Linked DNA regions of Mus musculus: region 2 is linked to region 1. Evidence: chromatin contacts called from public HiChIP or PLAC-seq data. All regions are on one chromosome and are shown on one strand. Each heading gives the region's core, a stretch centred on a gene start, on an enhancer-like site or on the middle of the called end of the contact. The rest is flanking DNA. Distances are from core to core; before and after follow the strand shown. Region 1 overlaps Ccdc93 (coiled-coil domain containing 93). Region 2 holds the start of Ddx18 (DEAD box helicase 18).

Region 1 (4,640 bases), core at 586-3,085:
TACTTGCCTGTTTTTCTGTGATTGCTTTCAAGCTACTGTAGCAGAGTTGAACAGTGGTAACAGAGACCAAATGGCCCACAGACATAAACTAGGTACTGCTTGGCCCTTGATAGGAAAGGCTTATTAACTCGGATCACAGAAGTACAGAGCAAGGCAGGAAAGATGGATTAGCCTCCACTGGCTCTTTTTGCACTTGCAGAGGACATGTATTCTAACTCCCATCACCCACACTTGCTGCTCACAGCTGGCTGTAACTTCAGGGGCCTGACACCCTTTATTGCCTCTGCGGGAACCTGCATGTGTGCACAAGCATGCTAGTGTGCCCGTGCATACACACAGACACACATGTGAAAATATACAGGACCAAAATGGTATTTCTTTGCTCATGTGTAGTATTGTGTATGTTAAATGCTAAGCAAAATTACAGAAGTGAGTGAACAGTGGGCCAGGGCCTTGCCTGCCAGGACCCTAAGGTGTAATGGAGACTTGCGGTGAATGAAACAGCCATCACACTGCCACTCAGTTACAGTTGCGGTGACATGGTAACTGCTAAGGGGAAGTCTGGGATGCTGGGACTAATAGAGCTAATGGAGCCCAAGGTCATGGCTGACTGCATCTGGAGAGATAAATGGGCACTGGCTGAATGGAAGGCCTGTGTGGAGCTGTTGAGGAGCCTGGTGGGGATGTATAAAGCAACGCTGGCAAAGGCGAAGGGAGGGAGAGTTGGCCGGTTCTTTTCTGATGGTTGAGAAGTTGAGTGACTGTGCAAGCATCAGGCCCTAGTAAGTTCAGTTCCCCAGGTCCAGATGGAAAGCCTCGGCATTGCTGTATGCACCCATAATCCTCCTCGTGCCAAGGCCATGCTCCACGCTGGTTTCCGGGTGTGGCTTATTTTCTCTTCTCTGCAGCCTAAGACATAGCTCACTGGTAGACTGTTGGTCATGCATGGAACCCTAGCTTAACTCCCTAGCACTGGAATAAGTAAAAGTGGATAAAAATGAAAGTCCTTCTGTGTAAGTCTGTTTTAAGCCGATCTGGGTTTCCACTTTCTCATTGTAAAAGAGGGGTCCCATCGAAGTCTGTACTGAGTAAAGGACTCCATTCAAGCAGATGTCCTTTTTCTCTCACTCACAGCTGCAAGCGAATCATACCAGCCTCAAAGCCAAGTACAGCGACAGGAAGAAGACACTGACAGAGGTAAGCAGACCTCCCCCACCACACCCCCAACACACCTGCACTGTGACCTCAGGGCCCTCAGTCACCACTCACATACATGCTGATAGCACATGACACTCATGAAGACAGCCCCAAAGCCACTCCAGGAAAGCTGGACACTAGCTGGCTGTCACATTAGCAGCATGGGCTACCAGCTCTAGCGTATATAGGTGTATCACCCACAAGCCTACCAGTCACAACTCAGACTCCCTAGATGGAAGGGTAATTCCCTTTGAACGAGCACTGTCTTTCCAGATCTCTGTGGGCGGCCAAACATTGTATCTAAAGTGTATATTGCTCTGTAGTATTTCTCTAGTCAGAATTCATTTATAAATTGGTTCACTGTTTTTTACCTGTGCTCCATTGTTTGTGTACTCTGGGTTTTGTGTTCATCTGGTTTAATGTTTCCTCTCGCTATCTCTCTATACTACTGTCTATTCTTCCCAGTTTCTTGGTCTGTTACTGACAAAACCCCTGACAGGAAGCAGCTTGAGGAGGGGAGGCGTTAGTTTGGCTGGCAGTTCGAGGATGTAATCAGTTGTGGTAGAGAAGTTGAGACAGCAGGAACTGTCTGAGTTGAGCAGCTGGTCACACCTCACCCAGCCAGGCGACAGGCAGATGACTGCCAGTGCTCAGCTCAGGTTCTCCTCTTTCTGTAGTCCAGGTCACCAGCCTTGGGGGTGGTGCCTCCCACGTACAGGGTAGGCCTTCCCAGCTCAGTGAACCTCCTGAGAAACTCACAGGCTTGCCCAGAGGCTAACCTGGCCTGGCTAATCCATTACACGTGTGCCCAGAGCTTGTCTCATGAGTGATTCTAGATCCTGGCAAGTTGACAGTCAGTATTAGCCATCACGACAGCTTGCCTCCATTGTTCTGCAGAAGGGTGCTGCCTTCTGTGTGGTAGATCAGCTGACGGTAAGAGCTACTCAGAGCTGGGAAACTTCCCATTCTCTCTGCTGTTGCCAGCAATCTGGGGCTCTCAGATGCTCTCCTCTGGGTAACGGTCTGTCTTCGGTGCTCTGTCAACCCAGCCTCGCTCCCCTAATACAGGCCGTAGCCCTACAAGCCATTCTTCCCACCTGTGCTGGCTAGCACTCCATACCTGACTCCCGTCTGTTCCCTGTGAGTTAAGCCACCTCCGGGTTCCAGCATCATAGCCTGGATTATTTGGAGACTTGGAGTGAGAGGGTTTGATGAGACACCTGACCGCACTACTGCCATTTTCAGCTAGGGATTTTTTTAAACCTGTGTTTTGTTTGAATGAGTCACATATTCACACAGTTCACAAAAACCTCACAAAACACAAAAAGTGAATGCCTGTAACCCACCATCTGTCTACTCACTCCAGGGTAATAAAAGCACAGCCAGTATTTTCTGGATCTTTCAAGAACTGTTTTGGTTTTATAGCAATTATACCCTACATACTTGTGCACGGTCCCTCTTTATAATTTTGTTTGTTTGTTTGTTTGTTTGTTTAGCGTGTGTTGGGGGTGCTGTTAAGTGTGCCACAGCACTTATGTGGAGGTCAGAGGACAACTTGTGGGAGTTGATTCTCTTCCACCATGTGGATTCCAGGACCTGGAGTCAGATTATCGGGCTGTTACTGAGTCATCTCATCAGCCCACATCTGCGTACTTTATCTGCTTTAGGAGTTTGCCATGGTCATGGTTTTATACTTTGCTCTCTAGATCATTGTAAAAGGTGTACTTTACAATAGAAGGGGCGGAGAGATGGCTCAGGGGTCAAGTGCCTGCTGCATAAAGACCTATCTATGTTCAGAACCTAATTGTCCAGGTAAGAGCCTGGCACATTGTGGCACCTGGGACCCCAGCACTGGGGCTCACTAGGCAGCGAGGATAGCGAAACCATGACTTCTATTTCAGTGAGATATCAGGTCTCAAAAATTAAGGTAGAGAAGCAAAACTAGACGAAGACTTCTCTGCATCAGCCTCTGCCTCCACGTGCACACCAAGCACAGGCAGTGTATCCGTACACACTCATATACCATACACAAAAGTATATTGCTGTACGTTAACATCTGCATTTTCTTAAAGATTTGTTTCATTAGTGGATTCAGAAAACCATTTGTCTTGTTAGGGTTTCTGTTGCTATGACAACACTGTGATCAAAAAGCAAGTTGGGGAGGAAAGGGTTTATTGATTTTAATTTGCCATTCATCAGTGAAGGAAATTGGGACAGGAACTCAAACAGGGCAGGGACCTGGAGGCAGGAGCTGGTGCAGAGGCTGTAGAGGAGGGCTGCTTACTGGCTTGCTCATCACAGTTTGCCCAGCCCACTTTCTTATAGAACCATCAGGCCAGAGATGGAGCCACCCACAATGGGCAGGGCCCTCCCTCATTGGTCACTAATTAAGAAAATTCCCTACAGGCCTGCTTACAGCCTGATCTTACAGAGACATTTTCTCAACTGAGGCTCCTTCCTCTGATGACTCCAGCTTGTGTCAAGTTGACACAAATTCAGCCAGTACACCACTCAAGAGGCTGGGAAGTTTCAGCCCTGCCATACTCTCCCACTCTCTCTCATTCTTCCTTTCCCCCTCTCTCTTCCCCCTCTGTGTGTGTGTGTGTGTGTGTGTTTATACCCACCCGCTTTCCTGCTCCAAGGCTGTTTGTTTTCCCTCCTCTGTCTGCTGCACTGTGAGGTCATCACCAGTGTCTCCAAAGCCGGAGCAGCATTTAGTGGGTTTTGACTCTGACCTCCCTGGCACCTTCCCTCTAACCCATCTGTCTGGCCCATCTATTTTCTCAGTGTGCAACCAGATCCAGTGGGCTCAGTCATCTATCCAAAATGAGCGAGGAAGCCGGGTGGTTCGTGGAGCACACCCTCCTGTTTGCTTTTAAGTCTTCATAGCTAATGGTGAACCTGCTCTCTCTTGCAGTTGAAGGATCATGGTGAGAAACTAGACAAAGAGCAGGCAGCCCTGGAGAAATTAGAAGCCAAAGCCGACCCAAGGTAAGGCTTTCTGCATGTGCCACCATCTTTTTGAGGAAACTGGCTGCAGTGTCTGATGCTTGTTTTGTCTGATCAAGGGACAGAATAGCCAGAGGTCATGGGCTGGTGCTCCATTTCCATTCAGTTAATGTCACGTGACCAACAGGGACCAGCAGTCACCTTGATGGTCACTGAGCTATTTGGGCTGCACTGAGCCACCCGCCTCTCTTCCAGCCCTCCCTGTGGTCAGAGCTCTTCTGGTGTTCTGACTTTAAAAACAATGAGACAAGGCTGGGGGCTTAGTAGGCAAGGTGCTTGCTTTTTAAGCATGAGAGTCTTAAGTTTGATGTCCCAGATCCAGCCTGCAAATGCTGGGCCTGGTGGTATACCCTTTTGATCCTAGAGCCAGAGAGGCAAAGGCAAGGCTCCTGACACTCGCTGGCCAGGCAGACAGGCTACTTGGCATGTTTCAA
Region 2 (4,640 bases), core at 1,172-3,671, 89 kb after region 1:
TGATGATAGATCCAGTTTATTTACAAAGCCCAATGAACTGCTCCCTAAAACCCATAGTGGAGTATTATAAATCTAAAGAAATTCTTATCAAATTTGAACTTTTCCCAAGGGCAGCTAACTTAAAACACATACAAATCTAGGGAAAACCTAAAACCCACTTCCCTTGTCTACCAATAAAAGGTGTCTTTTAGCTCCCAGGGTAGACTCATGGTGGTGAGCATAGGGGATGCTTCACACATACAACAATAGAGAAAAGTGACCAAGAGCTGAAAAGCTATCTGAATGACCAATATTAAAACAAAACAAAACACCAAAAACCTACCAGGCCCGGCATCATTTGCCATTTTCCTCTTTTTCTTCTTTTTCTTTTTTACTTCTGAATCAGGAGGTGGTGTTGGTGCTGCTTCTCCGTTGGCTAAAGTTGTGAGTTTCTGGGGTGACTTTTTAACTTTGCCATTTTCCAAGGTCTCCTCAGGCATGCCTCCACTTTGTGCTTCTGCTGAGTCCACAGGCACAGAACGTTTCAGGGCCTTTTTCACTTTTCCACCTTTTCCTGTTTCTTTAGGCACATCTCCATTTTGAGGTTGGGACAGGCTTGTGTCTGATGTTTCTGTTTAAAAACAGAACTTACACTGTGACAAGAGAAAGCTTACTTATAAACACTGACCTTCACAGGAGAAATTATGGGTTTTCTGGAACCCCAATCATTTAGTTTTTCTTGTATGTTCACTGTTAAAACCAAATATTGGTACTCTATTATAGAAAAGGCACATTTTCTTTATGGAAAAAAAAAATGTCAGTAAAGGAAAGTTGTTTTAACTTCAAAAGACCCTATCTGTTTACGGCTATATAGAAATTTGTGACAGAAAAATGTCAGCAAGATCACATAATTAAATCAAATGATTAGTAAACAGCAATGAGGAGAAATATATATTTTAACATTAAGCATTTGGCCTGCTGGTGTTGGCACACACCTTTAGTCCTAGTACATGAAAGGCAGAAGCTGGTGGATCTCTATGAGTTTGAGGCCAGCCTGGTATACAGAGCTAGTACTGGAACAGCCACGGCCAAGTGTCTGATAAATATAACTGAATGATATTTACTTCGCATTCCCACAATTATTACTTATATAATTTCACTTCATTCAAACCCAACTTTCCTAGACTTTGGTGAACTGAAAATTCAGTAAACGAAAACCACTCATTAAAACCCTATTAAAGCCCCAAACTATCCTCACAAGTTTTCCATTTTCATACAAAGAGAATGAAGGCAACACCATCTTTAATTTACATCATTACCCACACCAAGAAGTAGCTACTAAGTAGCATTAATTATTCTACAGGTACTAAGTGAAGGAACATCAATACTTTTGCCTAAAATCCACCATCCCCTCTGGGATGTCTTTCAAATACTATCTGTTGAAAATTGCGTGGGTCTAGACAATTATTCAGCGATCCTCAACATACTGATCTCTCGACCCCCCAACCCCCACTACAGTTGTCTCATACCAGATATTTACATTACGATTCATAATAGCAAAATTACAGCCATGAAGTAGCAACGAGGTTATTTTATGGTGTGTGTGTGTCAACACAATATGAGGAACTGTATTAAAGGGGTACAGCATTACAAAGGCTAAGAACCCCTACAGGTAGGTAACCTAAACAAGCTACAGAAACTGCAACAAGAAAGTGACATGTGTAAATTTTTCATTTAAGCCCTTGTGCCAAAACCAAGACGTTAAGGAATTCACTAAGTTGTGCGCGACAAAAAACACTGGGAGGGTTCTGCCTAACATATGAAGAGGATCGCTGCAGGAATGAAAAGAACGGGTTTGGGGGAGAGAGCTGTATCACTGGGAAAGCTCCGAGGAAAACAATTCGTAAGTTTGGGCAGGGGATGAGATCGAGCAATTAAGTGAAAGTCGGGAACCGTAATGGATACAAAGTTCTACGTGGGGACTAAAGATGCTGATGGGGGGGTCTAGGGTAATCTGCAGGTTTTCTTGCCAATAGAAAGTTGGGGAAGAAAGTCCGAGGCCTCCCGCTTTCACCCTGAGTCGAGAAAGCCACGCCGGCAAAGGGCAGAACCAATGAAGGGTCCACGGGGGCTGGGACCCAGGCGGCCTGCTCGTGCCGCGCATCCCCGGCTCCCGCCGGAAGCTGCCCAGCGCACCGCCGAGTTCCTGGGTTCCCCACGTCGTTCGCCAGTGCGGGGTTCAGCACAGCTCACCTTGCAGCTTCAGGTTTCGCTGCCGCAGCTTGGCATTCCGCTTCTCGATCTTCCTGCGCAGGAGTTTCATCTGTAACTGCGACATCTTGCCAGGCCGCCCAGCCGTCTGCACCGAGACAGATGCACGTGCGCAATTGCAAGTCGGAAGTGTACCGCTGGAGCCTGCGGACCCGCGGGGCGGAAATGCTTCGGGCGGAAACAGTTCCTGGTGAGAGCTGGGTTCCCTTTGGAGACCGAATTTCCTGCAGCGCCCCCTGGCGACTGGAGGACGACTCGTTGTGAACCCGTTCGCCTTGCTAATGGCCCCAGAGTTTTACAAACCAAGACTGCACAATAAAAAAGCCGATTGGAAGACGGAATTCCTTGTGGCTCAGAAGAGTCTCTTTCCCTTCACTGCTAGAGAGGTGCCAGTATCCTGTCAGAAGAGGTTTAAGTCTTAAAACCTTCTTGGGAGACGGGGATGGTGGTGTTCACCTTTAGTCTCAGCGTGAGGGAGGCAAGAGCAAGTGGATCTCTGAGCTGAGACCAGCCTGGTCCACAGGGCAGCACTCCACCCCTCCACCCCAGTGCCTTCCAAACAAAACAAAAAGACTAAAGAAACAAAAACAAAAACCCAACAACAAACCCACTTCAATTTGGACCCTGTATCACACAAACGTCTTTTCTCACCGTATAGTTTTCCCTCAATTTTTCAGGGCGTTGCACTCTTCTTTTCTTTTCTTTTCTTTTCTTTTCTTTTCTTTTCTTTTCTTTTCTTTTCTTTTCTTTTCTTTTCTTTTTTTCTCTTTTCTTTTCTTTTCTTTTTTTCTCTTCTCTTCTCTTCTCTTCTCTTCTCTTCTCTTCTCTTCTCGTCTCTTTCTTTCTTTCTTTTTCTTTCTTTCTTTCACTTTTGTGCTAGTTTGCGGTAGATGTATGGTGAATGACATAGGTAAAACACTGAATTTTTACACAACTTCCACGAAGACAGAAACACAGTTACAGAAAACATACCGACAGGGAAGTTCGTGCGCTGCCTGAGAAAGATCCTGGTTTCAGGATGGACATTTGGGTGATGTCTTCCTTCAGCCTCCATTGTGCATAGATTGTGTGTGTGTGTGTGTGTGTGTGTGTGTGTGTGTGTGTGTGTGTGTGTGTGTGTGTGACAGAGAGAGAGAGAGAGAGAGAGAGAGAGAGAGAGAGAGAGAGAGAGAGAGAGTCAGCAGTCAGTCAGTCCCGGGATGGGCATGCAGATAGAGTCTTTAATTCAGTATTGCAGTTCTGGGTATTGAACCCAGGGCCTCTTTCATGTCAGTCACCATTCAATGGAGCTACACATTACTCCTAAGTCTATAGAAGTATTATAATTGGGGCTGAGGAGATGCCTTAGTCTATAAAGTGATTGCCTTGCAAATACAAGCCCTGAGTTCCATCTACCTCTCATAGGAAGAAAGCCAGTTGTACTGGTGCTCAGAGGCCAGCATCCCTGTAAGACCAGGTCTAGGAGAAACCATGTCTCAAGATGGATAGTGACTGACATCTGTGATGGCTATTCTTGTTGTCAAATTGACTACCTCTGGAATGAACTACAATCCAGAAAAGGAGGGCACACCCGTGAAAGATTATTTTTCTTGGTCTAAAGTGGGTGAATACACTTCTAGTTCAGACCTTTGAGGGAAGAAGACAAACACATTTGATCTGGATCTTAAGGCTGGAAGGTACACATTTAATCTGGGCCACATCTTCCACTGGAAGGTATAAGGACATGAACATGGTCTTTGCCTGCTTGCCTTGGTCTTGCTAGCCCATCTTTTCTTCACTGGCATTAGAACCTACTTCTTTGGGATTTCAGCATATACTGAAGACCAACTGAGACCACCTTGTGGCCTGAGCAACTACTGGATTCTTGGACTTTCTGTTCACAGCTAGCCACTGCTGGATTAGCTGGTCTGCAGTCTGTAAGTCATTCCAATAAATTCTATCCTGTCTGTCTGTCTATCTATCTATCTATCTATCTATCTATCTATCTATCTATCTATGTAGAGTCATCCTATTAAATTCTGTTACTTCAAAGAACTCTGACATCCAAGGATATCCTTTGATGAAAACACACATGCACAAACATGCGCGCGCGCACACACACACACACACACACACACACACAGGGGTGGAGTGGAGAACATTTAAATTACACAACTATGCTTTACCCATGCTATTCTTTGAAATTTCTCCTGGGATCCTTGAACCAAGAATAGTGTCGTAAAGTAAAATGTAGATTCTTATATTTTAATCAGAGAAGAAGGGCTTTGATTCATGGGATAAATCAGTCTGTTGTACCAACACCTTAGAATCGTTAGAAGTAATGATCACACTTGCTCTAATCTCTGAAATAAGGCTCTTTCTTTACCTTTGTTGTTGTTGTTATTGTTGAA

Evidence for each region. HiChIP or PLAC-seq counts read pairs in DNA pulled down with a chosen protein or histone mark.
Region 2: a contact with region 1 is called in an H3K27ac HiChIP or PLAC-seq map of microglia, with 3 times the contacts expected there. The contact joins the promoter of Ddx18 here to the enhancer-like site in region 1. A contact is called at or near these places in 2 of 39 promoter capture datasets (HPC-7-derived erythroid cells and hippocampal neurons), 9 of 484 Hi-C or Micro-C datasets (the G1E-ER4 cell line, the HPC-7 cell line, cerebral cortex and 5 more), 4 of 115 datasets of contacts at active chromatin or transcription factors (double positive thymocytes, effector CD8 T cells, embryonic stem cells and 1 more) and 3 of 9 other capture datasets (adipose tissue, liver and pancreatic islet).

The regions. Positions count from the first base shown.
Region 1 is chr1:121,476,701-121,481,340 of GRCm38.p6, forward strand. Ccdc93 (coiled-coil domain containing 93) reads left to right here. Exons shown (of 24, transcript NM_001025156.2): 13 at 1,135-1,197; 14 at 4,115-4,188. Among named protein-coding and RNA genes, the nearest start is that of Gm35243, 48 kb to the left of the region's middle. Within about 2 kb of position 1,836, at least 82 of the 459 cell types and tissues checked have an H3K27ac peak or open chromatin away from gene starts, as enhancers often do. A contact at or near this core is called in the G1E-ER4 cell line, the HPC-7 cell line, cerebral cortex and 3 more, where this site is marked.
Region 2 is chr1:121,565,559-121,570,198 of GRCm38.p6, forward strand. Ddx18 (DEAD box helicase 18) reads right to left here and starts at 2,422. Exons shown (of 13, transcript NM_025860.3): 1 at 2,233-2,422; 2 at 323-610. The coding sequence starts at 2,317.